3 separate regions of the Mus musculus genome follow, and regions 1 and 3 are each linked to region 2. Evidence: chromatin contacts called from public Hi-C and promoter capture Hi-C data. All regions are on one chromosome and are shown on one strand. Each heading gives the region's core, a stretch centred on a gene start, on an enhancer-like site or on the middle of the called end of the contact. The rest is flanking DNA. Distances are from core to core; before and after follow the strand shown. Region 1 holds the start of Hcst (hematopoietic cell signal transducer). Region 2 holds the start of Pafah1b3 (platelet-activating factor acetylhydrolase, isoform 1b, subunit 3). Region 3 holds the start of Ppp1r37 (protein phosphatase 1, regulatory subunit 37).

Region 1 (4,690 bases), core at 159-2,658, 5.1 Mb before region 2:
AGGAGAGAGTAAGGGGAAGGGCAGATTCATGTAGCCCAGGTTGGCCTAGCACTCTAGGTAACTGAGGATAACCTTGAACCCCTCCTGATTCTCTTGCTTCCATTTCCCAAATGTTGGGTTATAGATATTGGAGCCATATCAACTACCAATATTGGCTCTTTTGTTTGTTTTTCAGCCCCAACTCCACCCTACCCCCAGAGACAGAGTCAAACTATGTAGCTCTAGCTGTCCTGAAACTCACCATGTAGACCAGGCTGGCCTTAGAATCCACAGAAATATGCCAGCTTCTGTCTCCAAAGTGCTGGGATTAAGGGCGTGTGCCACTCTGTCTGGTTCCAATATTTGCCTTTTAAAAAAAAGTGTGTGAACTCCCCTGGAGGTGGAAGACCACGTGCTCTGAAGCCTACTGTAGATACCGGCCTTTTTGTGACAGTTATGGGGCCCTAATACAAGTCAAGTACCTTTATCCCAAACCTTCTCCCTACCAACACTTTGTTTTTGAGACAGGGGCTTCCTACATCCAAGTAGCTGGCCTGGCCATGCACCTGCTAAAACAGCCAGGCTAGCCTTGAACTCACAGCCATTTATTTTTTTCCTCACTTGTCTCCCTAGTGCTGGACATACAGGCTTGGGCAATCATGCCTGGCTTACTTATTCACCATTTAAAGAACTCTGCTAACATAAAGGAGACACTTTGCTGGGCACTGGAGATAGAGAGGTGTGAGCCAAACAGGAATTCCCAGTCCACCAGGCAACCAACAATTCTCAGTTCCCACTTGGTGACCTTCCTTGGCATTGAACTGTGATGACCAAATCTCTCCTTCTCTCTTACAACACTGCCGGGGGTTGGGTCTCCCCTCCCTTGCTTCTGCCCTGCCCTCAGCTTCCCTTGCACTCTCTGGCAGTGTGCATGTGTGTGTATCTCTTTAACAATCTCACCCAGTCTATGGCTTTACACGTGTCCTCCAACCATCAACCCTCTCAGATTTACGTGTCAGGACCAGTCTTGTCCCTAGACTCTGAACCCTACCTGTGGGCATTCACATTTCCAGAAAGATCTGTTAGGTATTTTCAACTCAGTGTGCCCAAACACAGGCAGCCCTTCTCTCCCTCCTTAACCAGTGCTTCCTCACTATCTTTCAACCCACTCTCCACTCTTCTAATCTCGCTCAGGCTGGGAACGACAGTCACCATGATCCCCTTTCTCAAACACACCCCCCCTCCTCCCCAAGTGTTGTTGGCTCTACCTCCAGCTTATTTCCATAATCTCCCTGGTGCCCACACCATGGTCCTCTTGCCACTCCACCGAGATGATCACGGAAGCTTCTCTGGGCTCTGACTCCCCCATATTTGTTCTCCAAAGGAAGTCTTGACACACATGCACCCACACAGGAAGTAGGTAGCATTGTCACCATCGGGGTGACATCCGTCCTAGCTGCCTCTCTTCTCCTCTACTGTTCTGAGGACTTCCCTGGACCACAGTTTTGGCCAGATCCCTTCAGGTCCCAGCCCAGCATGGACCCCCCAGGCTACCTCCTGTTCCTGCTTCTGCTCCCAGGTGAAGCCAGTGCTGGGGTTGAGGGGACAGAAAGGCTGCCATCTGCTGTCAGAGGCACAGAGAGGAAGTCGGTCTCCCTGTGCCCCTGAGTCCTTGGGGGTTGGGCATGGGATTCTGAAGCCCTGCTGAGTCACTTCTATTTCCCTTTTCTGGTGGCTGTGGAGGGGGTGGGGGGGGGGAGCTCTCCTTCCAGTTTACCTCTCCACTGTGGAGTTTAGTTAGGTCTTAAGAACAGTGAGAATTTTTGGTTTCTCTAAAAATGTAGTTACGCTATGTGAACACTTTTGTTTTAATCCCAGGTCTGGGATATGGGGCTGCTTAAGATTGCCCGTGGCAGGTGACTATGATTTGTCTCATGCTCTGGCAGGGGTGTGATCCTGCCAGCTGAAGATAGTTTACTTTTGGAATTCTGGGGACTCTTGAGCGGTATAAAGAGGCCAGAGCCCTAGAGGCCGCAACAGTGGCTAGTGCTCCGATTGTTGCCCCTTTTGCTGGATTGCTGGTTAGAGACATCCTAAGAGCTTGTCCCTAGAACTTGACACCCCTAACCAGCAGGAAGTTGTCTAAAGTGGTCTACAACCCCTTCCCCCTCTAATCTTCTTTCTTGCTTACCTGGTGTTAGGGGGGTTGGAAGGGACTGGGATGGAGAAGGGTGCTAGACCCCAGTAAAGTAGCCAAAAAGCATTTAACCACCAGCCATCCAGCAAACAGCCAATGCAGCAACAGCAGGGGGAGGAGCCACAGCCTCCAGGGCTCTGGCATTTTCCCAGCCTCTCAAGAGTCCCCAGAATTCCAGAAGTTAATTAGCTTCAGCTGGCAGAATCACGCCCCTGCCAGAGCACGAGACAAATCATAGCTACCGTGGACAATCTTAAGCATCCCCATATCCCAGACCTGAGATTAAAACAAAGCATGTTCACACAACTGTTTTTCGCTTTTTTTTTTTTTAAGAAGCCAAAATTCACACTACACTCAAGCATCCCACCTGCCCTAAGCCTGGGTGTTGGGGTTTGCTCCCCTGTACTTCCAACCTCCATCCACCTTCTTGGGTTTTTCCACAGTGGCTGCAAGTCAGACATCGGCAGGTGAGGAATGAAAGAAGCCTTAGCCCTTGTAACTTCAGCAGCGCCTGCAACCCTTAAGTCTGTCCCACAGCACGCCCCTGGCTTGTGACGATCCTAATCTCAGAGCCCTTCCCAGGTCCCATCTTGACTCTTCACCACCCAGCTGAAGTGATGAGAACCTCGAGATTCTCTGTAACAGATTCTCCAGTGTGCCCAGGGCACAAAGAATCCCAAAGAATCTGGGAGCTGATGCGCCCCCTACCTGACCCTACTGCTCCGCTCCCGACCCCACGCCCCCACCCTCTGTCTCGGGGTCTTTAGGGAGGCGGGGGATGAGAAGGGGGCTCCCTGTGAACGAATCAAAACTTTTGAGAGTCAGAAGTTTCAGCTGCCTGTTTGTCTGGGCTCTAATCCCCTCAGGTTCCTGCTCCGGATGTGGGACTCTGTCTCTGCCACTCCTGGCAGGCCTAGTGGCTGCAGATGCGGTCATGTCACTCCTAATTGTAGGGGTGGTGTTTGTATGTATGCGCCCACACGGCAGGCCTGCCCAAGGTGAGCCAACACTAGGGCGGGGCCTGAAGTGTAGGTCCCCTAGCAGTCCCTAGGGAAGAAGGGGGTCCCACGAAGGCGGTCCCGGGGAAGCCCTGGAGGAGGTGTTTGGGAAACCCTGGTGGAGGTGTCTGGGGAACCCCTGAGGAAGCCCCTGCTGAGGCAGGGGGTCTCCCAAGAAGGTGGCGATGTGGGAAGAGTTGTGGGTGGTCAGGCTTCATGCTCTCTCTACTCCACCCACCAGAAGATGGTAGAGTCTACATCAACATGCCTGGCAGAGGCTGACCACGGCACCTTCTGACCCGCTCATCCTGGATCCTGTGGGTTTGGGGTGCGTGGGAACGCACTTCTTCAGGACAGGAATAAAGCGATTCAAATACTTCTAGTTTTATTCTTTCCAAAATTTGACTTCCTCCAAGATAGCATAGTGGTTTCCTGATTTAAGACCGCTCTTGGGGCCCCACTGTTACCCAATTCGTCAGCCCAGTCTAGAATAACTCAGTCGTTGTTTTTGCTCTGTCTTTTATTTGGGGACAGAAATGGTACAATGTCAGATATCTCAGGGAGGTACCCTGTGGATCTGTATTCCAACGGGAGTCCTGATCCCAGAGAGGGCTTGTTGAGTAGGCATCTGGAATGACCGGATCCGGGCATCAGGCCGCTGATGGGCATAGAGTGGGCTCATCTGTAATATTGCCTCTGTGTGTTGAGGTCACTGTATACTTCTGGTCTCTGACCCTGAAGCTCCTTAAAAAAAAAAAAAAGGCCATCATTGGAGGGGGCCCAGCAAATAAAAACAAATCTAGCCTCCTAATGACCTTCAAGGTCTCTGGCAGGTTTTTCAAACTTAAAATCATGAAAAGGTCAAGATTTTATTCAAATGCACTCAGCATTCTCCTGGCCTTTCTGCCTGCACATTAGGCACCAACCCCAGGGTCCTTACATGTGCAGCCCCCCACCCCGATGCCTGGAGCACCAAGCCCACAGATCTTCAACCTGCTCACCCTTTGAGTCTTGGCAATGTTTTAGTTTCCCCATCTTCAGTTTCTTTCCTGTCCCACCATTATATTGGTTCACTTCAATCTCTTCATAATGTCACCCCAAATGATTTTGTTAAGTTGCTTCAAATAAGCTTCTCCAATTGGAGTGCTGTGTTGATCCATGTAGGCCTCAACCAAGATACCGAAGGATAAAAAAATCAGGCTGACATTTGCCCTAAAGTTTCCTGGCTCTCAGAAACTAGACAGCCCGGGGTCTTCTGGACATCAGATGGCCAATATTGAGATTCTTTTTTGTTTTGTTTTGTTTTTGTTTGTTTGTTTGCTTGTAGACAGGGTTTCTTTGGGTAGCCCTGCCTGTCCAGGAACTCACACTGTAGACCAGGCCAGCCTCAAATTCACAGAGATCTGCCTACCTCTGCCACCAGAGCGCTGGGATTAAAGACACACGCCACTACTTCCCCACACCAAACTCAAAACAAGAATCAAGAGATTCTAACACTTTTCAGAGAAAAAGTTCC
Region 2 (4,657 bases), core at 991-3,490:
TCCAAGATTTTGGCTGTATATAAAAAGTTTATCCTGCCAGATGGTGGTGGCACATTCCTTTAATCTCAGCATTCAGTAGAGAGAGAGAGGCAGGTGGCTCTCTGTGAGTTCAAGGTCAGCCTGATCTACAGAATAAACTCTAGGACAGCCAGGGCTACACAAAGAAAAAACAAACAAACAAACAAAATAAGTACACCTAGCTTATTAGTATGCAAATGTGCTTTTGTTTTTAATAAATGGTAAAATTATATCTGCACAAAAGAATTGTTCTAAGTCCTTTTCTTTATAGTAGTATCAGGGAATATTAGATGTAAATATACCCATATTATACACCCATAAGCCCAGGGTAATATAAAAACTATTCAGTCTAGCATCTGGAGAGACAGCTCCCTGGTTAAGGGACTGAGTTCAGTTCTTGCATCCACACAGGGCCGCTCACAGTTGCCTTTGACTCCAGCTTTAGGAGATCTGACACCCGGTTCTGACTTCTGCAGTCACCTGCCTTCAAATGCACATATAATCTTACAAAGATATAAACACACACACACACACACACACACACACACTCAAATTCACACACAACCACACACTCACACACAGCTTTCTTGGGCTGGAATGGTTGAGCACACCTTTATTGCCATCACTAGGGTAGATTTGGCTAGTCTGGTCTACACAATGAGTTCTGGGTAGCCTAAGCTACATAGTAAGACCTCCTATTTAGAAAGAAAAAAATCAAAACCAAAAACTTTCTCAGGCAAAAGTGGGGCTCAAGTAGAAAAAGTTGAGGAAGCCCTGTTCACCATGGTAGAGGCTGGAGGATGGTGAGTTTAAAGTCATCTCATACATGAGACCGTACCTCCAAACAAGCACACAGGAAAGAAGTTCTGTTCTAGAGAAACACAAAGCCTCAGAGTCCCGGGCCTTTCTCAGTCATGTCTGAGTCTCTCTCTCCAACACATGGATGGAGATAGCCAGGATCTGACCATTAATGTAACTAATATCATTCTGCAAGCACTGCACTTGTTTAGTAATAACTTCATGCCAGGTCCAGATTAGGGAAAGAGATTGAGACAGAATGTGAACACAATAAATAAAACTCTTCACTACTTTAGTATCAAGCCAACAAGAAGGAATGGATAGGTTTGAAAGTTCAGTCGCTAGGTGGGGCTGCCAGAAAACAACTAGGCCATTTAGGGGTGAGGGAGACCCTGGGCATCTGAGAAAACACTGCGATTTGGGGTTTAGTTTGAGCCAGGGAAAGAAAGAAGATGATAGAAAGTGGCCTTGGCTACAGACATGGGATTTGGAGTCCAGAGCCACCCACCTGAAGTTGATGATGGAACTTTGTATCTAGAGAGAGGAACAGAGGCCTAGGAGGTGCAAGGTGATCTGCAGGACGGATGCCAAGTTGGACCTGGGCTGGGCCTTGCAGCCATCTCCAATTTCTGATCTTTCTGCACCTCTTTCACATAGATCTGATGGTGCCTCTGAGGCATGAAGATATGCATTTGAGATTTTATACCACTAAAAAACTAATGTTGAAGCTGGGTCTAGTGGCACATACCTATAATACCACCACTCTACAGGCCAGCTTGGTCTACAAAGCAAGTCCAGGACAGCCAGGGAGGGCTCTGTCATACAGAAAAACCCTACCTTAAAAACCCTACCTTAAAAAAGACACACACACACACACACACACACACACACACACACGTATATACATATACATAACAAATAAATAATAAATAACAATAACAAAGCCTTAGTGTTGGGCTTGGCCTGGTGGCACACAGCTTTAATCTTAGCACTCAGGAGTCAGAGGTAGGTAGATCTCTGTGAATTCAAGGCCTGCCTGCTGTTTATAGCAAGTTCCATGAGAGCTAAAGTTACAGAGTGAAATCTCATCTCAAAAGAAAACAGAAAGTTTTAAATAGGGAAGTCCCCTCAAAGCCACTCTGGTGCTGCCTCCACCAGCTTCACTTCTTTTTGTTTTTGTTTTCAAGACGGGAGTTTCTCTGTGTAGCCTTGGCTGTCCTAGAACTCTGTTGACCAGCCTGTCCTCGAACTAGTACATCCACCTGTCTCTGGCTCCCTCCAGTGCTGGGATTAAAGGCGTGTGCCACCACCGCCCAGTTTGGCTAGCTTCCTTTCAAATCCCTACACCAGTAAGAAATGGGAGCGTCCCTTCCCAGGTGTCTAAGAGCCACCCCCTCCGCGGATCTAGGAATGAGCTCGTCCACTCCCTCTCCTATGTGAATGGGTTACACACACACACACACACCCCCGTAGGTGGTCTCTTCCGGAGTTTTCTGGCCCTGCAGCAAATGATTTCCTCCTCGGACGGAGGGCGCTAGATTGTCCCTGGTCCCTGTCGGCTTTACAGGTACCCTGCCCCTTTCCGTCCACTCTGGGTTGTGTCTCTCTTGTCTGCGCCCCCTCTTCCCCTGCCACGAGTGCCGCTTGGTCTCGCCTGCCCCTCCCCCCTGCGTTGGGCCCCCGTGGCCGCAAGGGGTCCCGGCGGGAAGCGGCAGACGAGCCCACTTTGCGGCCTCCATCGGGGGAGGGGAGCGAGGATTCCTTCCTACGTGACGGTTTCTAGTCTGCGAAAGGAGGCGGCGTCTGGGCTCGGCCTTCGCCCTACGCGCGAGCGAGCGCGGCAGGACGGTCCATTGTGTTGGCCCGAGAGGTAGGGGTGGGCGTGGCGGATCCACGTCCTCGCGGAGCTTTCCCGGGCGGACTCCACTCTCATCCCCAGGGGGCTGCGGTGCTGAGGATGAGTGGGGAAGGGGAGAACCCGGCCAGCAAGCCCACGCCTGTGCAAGACGTGCAGGGTGACGGGCGCTGGATGTCTCTGGTGAGTGACCGCGCGTGGTCCCCAGGGTTAGGGGCTTGGGGGGCGTGTATGTCTATAGAACTGCTTCGTGACATCCTCCTCCTCACCTAGGTGGGCAGCCTGGTTTGGGTTGTTTGGGGTTGTTCCGCCTGAGGCAGCGGGGTGGGGCGGGGCCTGGAGCGTGCGTGCCTTTGACTCTTTCTGGCTTTCTCTGCAGCACCATCGGTTTGTAGCGGACAGCAAAGACAAGGAACCCGAAGTAGTCTTTATCGGGGACTCCTTGGTTCAGCTAATGCACCAATGTGAGGTGAGGGTCCACCCGTTTCCTCCTTCCTCATCCAGGCATGCACCCTCACTGGCACTTCAAGCCCAGAACCTGATAAGACAAGATAAGGGGTACAGAAATGCCCGTGGTAGCAGGAATCTAAGAACCCCATGTACATGTCTGCTGAGAATGAAGTGTGTGCCCTGAGTTTGTCGGGTTGGGTTTGTCTCTGTCGAGTTAAATTGAGGCGTTCCTTCAAGATTGTGTCAGGTGAGGGCTTTTCATTGTTTGTTTAAGGTGGGGCACAGCCCCTGTTGGGTTTACTCGAAGTTGTAATAGCTTTACAGAAAGTGAAGGTTGATTGTAATGGTATTCTGCAAAGACTTTATCAGTAATAAAGTCCCTAAGACGTTTAGCTACAATGGCTTTCCCCCCCACCCCACAATGAGGTTCAGTTGTATTGCCATTAGCTCTGTGTATACTTAAAGCAGACAGGATCTTCATAAAATGAACGTAACTTCTGTGAATTTTGGTTAAAGTGAAGCAGTAATAAGTTCCATGATTCCGGATTTGGTCAAGCTGAGATTTAACCGGACCTTGTCCATAAAGTAAGGCTAATCCATAATGATATGTCCATAATGGCCTGGACAGAGGGTGGTGGCTAGTGTCTACGTCATTTCTTGACCCCAGATCTGGCGGGAGCTCTTCTCACCTCTGCATGCACTTAACTTTGGCATTGGTGGTGACAGCACACAGCATGTACTCTGGCGGCTTGAGAACGGGGAGCTGGAGCACATCCGGCCCAAGGTAAGGAGGCCTGGGTGGTGGGCTAGCCGCTTTTTTGCCTGCTTCTTTACTATTGATTTGTGTCACTCTTTCCACAGATTGTGGTGGTCTGGGTGGGCACCAACAACCATAGCCACACAGCAGAACAAGTGACAGGTGGCATCAAAGCCATCGTACAACTGGTGAACAAGCTGCAGCCCCAGGCACGGGTGGTTGTGCTGGTGAGAGCCTTGGAAGAGTGGCAAAGGAAAAGGGGCAGCGGTTGTGGTGGCACATGCCTATAACCCTGGCACTTGAAGGGCTGAGGCAGGAGGATAATTGAGCTAAGGGTTGTTCTGGGCAATATGACAAGACGTTGCCTTTAAATGTTTTTTTTAAAAAAAAAAAAGTGGCAAACCTGCTGTACTTGACACAGTTATGGACACCTTGGCACAGTGGTCTCCCACAAAGTGTCTGGTAAAAAATTTCTACACTTTAAGAGTGGCTATGGGCTAGTGATGGTGGTGCACGCCTTAAATCCCAGTGCTCTAGAGGCAGAGGCAGGCAGGTCTCTGTAGGTTCAAAGCCAGCCTGGTCTATATAGTGAAGACAGCCATGGCTACATAGAGATCTTGTTTACAAACAGTGGCAGGGACCGTTCGCCTGTTGCCCAAGGGAATGCAAGGTAATTTGAATGTTGAAAAAAATCTCAGAAAGTTGCCAGGTGTTCCTGCATTAAATTAAGCTTTATCGCTTCTAGCTAAGACATTTCCACCTCTGAAAGAGCCCACTGG
Region 3 (4,261 bases), core at 1,026-3,525, 5.7 Mb after region 2:
TGAGGCCAGAAGAGGGCACCAGGTCCAATGAAACTAGTAAGAGATAGTTGTGAGCCGCCATGTGGGTGCTGGGAATTGTTTGTGGGTGCACTGCAAGATCAGCCAGTGCACTTAATGGGCTGAGCCATCTTCTCACCACACCCCAACCTTTTTTAAAAGACAGGATCCGGCTGTGTAGCCCAGGCAGGCTTGGAATTCACAATCCTCCTGCCTCAGCCACCCGAGTGCTGGATTACTTACAGGTCAGGCCACCATACTCAGCTTTTCTGCTTCTCTCTTTAGTTGTATCCCATGGAGAGTGGTGCCATGCTTAACATTTCTTTGTTTTAAAATTTTTAAATGGAGGTGTTTATGTCTGTGTGCCATGGGAGTGTGGGTGCACACGGAGACCAGAAAAAGATAGGCAGTCAGCAAAGCTAGGGTTACAGGTGCTTGTGAACTATGGGTGCTGAGAGCAGAATTCAGGCCCTCTGGAACGGAGTTGCTGAGCTGTCTTCCCACCCTCTGCTGTAGTCTTTAAAAGTTAGTAGTGTAGCTATCTCAGGCTAAAACTTGTGGGGCTTATCTAAGCAATGAAGCTGAGGCGTCCAGATAAAAGTATAGGGCTTGCACTGCTCCTGGCATCCTCCCCAAATGGCTGACATTCATCTCTGCATAAGAAATTGACCCGAGGTGGGCAAGGATGGCTTTTTACTAGAAAAGGCCTAGACAGGGCCTTGGCTTACACTAGGTTTCAAGGTTCCCTCTTGGTGATGTGGTCCACTGCAGTCACCTGCAGGTTTGTCTTCCCACGGAGGGGACTGGGAGTGGTGGTGGTGGTCACACTTGTGTGCCAGTGCCGTGCCAGTGCCCGGGAGCAAATGCTGCAGGTTGGTGGTTAGCGTTGAAGTTTTACCCTTCCTCAGTTTGCTCTAGCCGTCTAGTGAGGGAGTCTGTGTCCCCTGTTTCAGCCCCTTGTCACTAGAAATCTTTCAGTACATGATATCTGGAAGCAGTTCCTAGCTAAGCACAGTGACCCAAGTCTGTAATCCCAGCATTTGGTGTGGGGAAGGGGGTGTAGAGGCAGGAGGAGCCAGAGATAAAGCCTGTCTTTCCTACATGGCAAGTCAGCGGGCAGCCTGGATTACATGAGAACCAGTAAAACCAAACAAAACCCAACCCTCCCCCCCCAAACAAAGCCCACTTAATGCCTTTTGGAGTTCAGAATGTAACTGAAGGTTTGCATTAATTATAGGGGCTTTTGGTACTTCTCAGTCTCCAAAGTGTGCTAACCCCCAACTGTGAAGAGGAAAGCAGCTACCCTTAGCAGTGGTCTCAGTTATCAGTTCACACTGGAGCCTCCCTCCAGTTCCAGCCTAGCTCTCTACTTGGCAATGCTGTGCTCGACCCTCCTCAAATCCCGTTCTGTGGTTTCAGTCCCTGTGCCAGTGGGCTTTAATGAGCTGAGAAGGAAAAGCGAAAGTGCCCAGATGAATCCTGAGCTTTGGAATCGACCCCTTGGAGGTGTGGCTTAGGCTCGCTCAGGTTTGGTCAGCTGGTTCATCCCGAGCCTTTGGAATTCCTGCTCCCAGTTTTTGTTTTGTTTTGTTTTTATAGCAGGTTCATGAATACCTAGCAGACTCGTCTAATATTGTAATTTACATTTGATACAATTTTGACGAAAATTGTGCTAAAGTGTGCTCTTCTGTCGCTTCTGTCACTTGTACGTACTCATCCGATATTCAGCTTGGCTCTCAGCTCTCAGCACCTCCATCACTTTATCCTGCTCCCAGTACTTGGCTTAGCCCCACCAGGGTCTCCTGCTGTAGCACCTGCTTGTCTGAGGCTCCCTTTGTAATCCAGCCTAGCCTCGAATTCGCAACCTCCTCCTTCAGCCTCTCCAAGGCTCGGTTCACAAGGCGAGTCACTACCATGTCCAGCAAGTGGTTTTTTAATTAATATCTGATCCGTATTTTATATTTTAAGTTACTCATTTCTTGTAGACGCGTAGAAATCAGAGGACAATTTTGTGGAGGCGATTCTTCTATTTTTACGAACTCAGACGGCTTTAGCCGCTGACAGCCCTCTCGCAGGCCGCGGTTATAGGATTTGTATTGAATCCTTTCCCGAATTACTTGGGCTTGTGACGAATGTGCGGGAGCCTGACTGTTGACAGCTTGGCTTGTGGGGGGCGGGAGGGGGCGGCTAGAACTCGCGCATGCGCGGCGCTCCGGGAGACAGCGTTCATAGGCCCCGCCTCTGTGTTCTGCAGTTTGGCTCTGCAGATTCGCCGGTCACGTTTCTTTTTTCCGCGGAGCTTACTGTTCTTTGTTCCGGTCTTCCTGTCGTCCTCGACACGGTTTTTTTTCAGAGCAAAAGCTTGAGTCGGTGCTATGCTTTTCTCGGTACGCAGCGGGCCCTTCGGCTTGTAGCGAAAGTGTGGCTGCGGAAGAGCAGGTACTCGCGGAGCTCGGCGGAGGCGCGTTGGGGCTCCCGGCGACTGCGACGACGACGACGACGACGACGACGAACGGAGCGGACGGAGGCGGCGCTTGAGGCAGCGGCGAAGCCCATGCCCCGGAACGGCGGGAGGACCCGGAGAGACGAGTCCGGGGCCCGGGGCATGTCCCCGGGGCCCCCGTGAGGAGGAGGAGGCGGCGGCGATGGAGATCCCGCCGCAGGAGGCTCCGCCCGGGCCGGGCGCGGACGCCGACGCGGACGCGGAGGCCGAGACCGAGGAGGCCTCCGCCGAAGCTGAGTCTCCTACCGGGACCTCGCCCCCGGCCGATGGCCGCCTTAAGGCTGCTGCCAAGCGTGTCACGTTCCCATCTGACGAGGACATCGTGTCTGGAGCGGTGGAGCCCAAAGACCCCTGGAGACACGGTAGCTTTGGCGAGGGTTGCGGGGGAGAGCCTAGAGGCGGGTGGGACCGCCATAGGGCCGACCCCCACGGAGGTGGCCCGCGGCAAATGGTACTTATTGGTGATTTCAACGGTGCCTAGGTTAGAGCTGGAGGCAGAGAGGGGTTGGCGGGAGAGCTGGAAAGGTCCACAGGACTGGGTTTTCAAAGCCTAACCTTGTTTGGGAGTTTGGGAGGCTGGCAGCCAGCCTTTGAGTTCATGGTACACTCAGGGATAGATGAAGAGAGCCTGGTTATAGTATTGGGGGAAAGGTAAGTGCCTGAGTCCACGGGATGGTGAGAGCGAAGCAGCTGGTCTGTAAACCAGGAGGCAAAGCGTAGCCGGCTATGGCCATTGCTCTTTTGGCTGAAACGAGGACGGAAATAAACCCAGACTGTACAGAAGTTTGTAAACCCTCCGACTGGGAAAGGAGGGTCAGAGGCAGCAGGTAGTAAAGCAGAGGACGAGGTGGCCAGTTTGCCTGTGTGCGAGGAATTCCGCAGTAAGGTTCGGCAGCAGAACGCGGAGCCCGCTTTTACCAGGGTTTACCTGGGGAAGGACTCGGCAGTATTCCCTACTCAACAGAAGGTGACTTACATGTTGGGAGATGGGAAGATCTAAGATCTAGGCCTGTTGGTGGGGAGGTGGAACTGGACGGGCACTTGGAGGAGTGCATTGGCTTTGATGGCTTTGAAAGGGAAAAGGTTGCTGGGGAGATGGACACAGGCTAATCCCATTTCTGAGCTGAATTGTGTTTTGCTTGGGTGGAGCCTGTGAAGTGAGGTCACCCACTGGCCGTGTTCTATGGAAGCTAACCTGCTTGTCCAGGAACAGACAGACACGACTGCCAGGCTGTGGGCAGCAGAGTGGGCAGCTGGTAGCTTTGATGTATGTGGGCACGGGTGGGGGTGTGGTGGGGGGGACTTGGTTGCAGGAAATGATACACTGGGAGCCCGCCATAAATGCCAGTTTGACTAGTAATTATCAAAGAGACCGAGGTTAATTTAGACTTGGCTTGGGGAGCCTGCCAGGGCTGGGTGGTTTGTTTTGGGTTCTGAACTTCTTGGAACTGGTGCTGAGGACAGGAAGAGTCCACTGGGCCCTGGCGGCAGCCTGTTGTCCACTGTGGCAAGATCGCAGCAGGAAGGGGTGGGGGGAGCAGAGCGGCCATTCAGAAGTGGTTAAGAAACCTGGTGTGGCTGTCTGCAGCTGTGAGCCCAGCGCTTAGAGGCTAAGGCTGGATCATAGAGTAGACATTCTAGGGGGGGCTTGAACTGCATGGGGAAGCCCTGTTTCACTATAGAAAGAAAGAAAAGAGGGAAAAGAAAGGCTAGCTGGGTCAAATTCTGACTTTCCCACTTGCTGTCTTTTGCAACCACTGA

What was found. Promoter capture Hi-C pulls out the DNA fragments that hold promoters and counts their contacts. Hi-C and Micro-C count contacts between places; a contact is called where the count stands out from the background.
Region 1: a Hi-C map of B cells shows a contact between it and region 2, with 5 read pairs. The contact joins the promoter of Hcst here to the promoter of Pafah1b3 in region 2. A contact is called at or near these places in 1 of 39 promoter capture datasets (embryonic stem cells) and 1 of 484 Hi-C or Micro-C datasets (B cells).
Region 3: a promoter capture Hi-C map of cranial neural crest shows a contact between it and region 2. The contact joins the promoter of Ppp1r37 here to the promoter of Pafah1b3 in region 2.

The regions. Positions count from the first base shown.
Region 1 is chr7:30,416,572-30,421,261 of GRCm38.p6, reverse strand. It overlaps Hcst (hematopoietic cell signal transducer), which reads left to right and starts at 1,408. Exons shown (of 4, transcript NM_011827.3): 1 at 1,408-1,558; 2 at 2,620-2,643; 3 at 3,043-3,174; 4 at 3,416-3,550. The coding sequence starts at 1,516. The coding sequence ends at 3,456. It overlaps Tyrobp (TYRO protein tyrosine kinase binding protein), which reads right to left. Exons shown (of 5, transcript NM_011662.3): 5 at 3,680-3,918. The coding sequence ends at 3,853.
Region 2 is chr7:25,295,569-25,300,225 of GRCm38.p6, reverse strand. Pafah1b3 (platelet-activating factor acetylhydrolase, isoform 1b, subunit 3) reads left to right here and starts at 2,240. Exons shown (of 5, transcript NM_001357350.1): 1 at 2,240-2,854; 2 at 3,051-3,140; 3 at 3,789-3,905; 4 at 3,983-4,105. The coding sequence starts at 2,774.
Region 3 is chr7:19,560,412-19,564,672 of GRCm38.p6, reverse strand. Ppp1r37 (protein phosphatase 1, regulatory subunit 37) reads left to right here and starts at 2,275. Exons shown (of 13, transcript NM_199149.3): 1 at 2,275-2,862. The coding sequence starts at 2,643.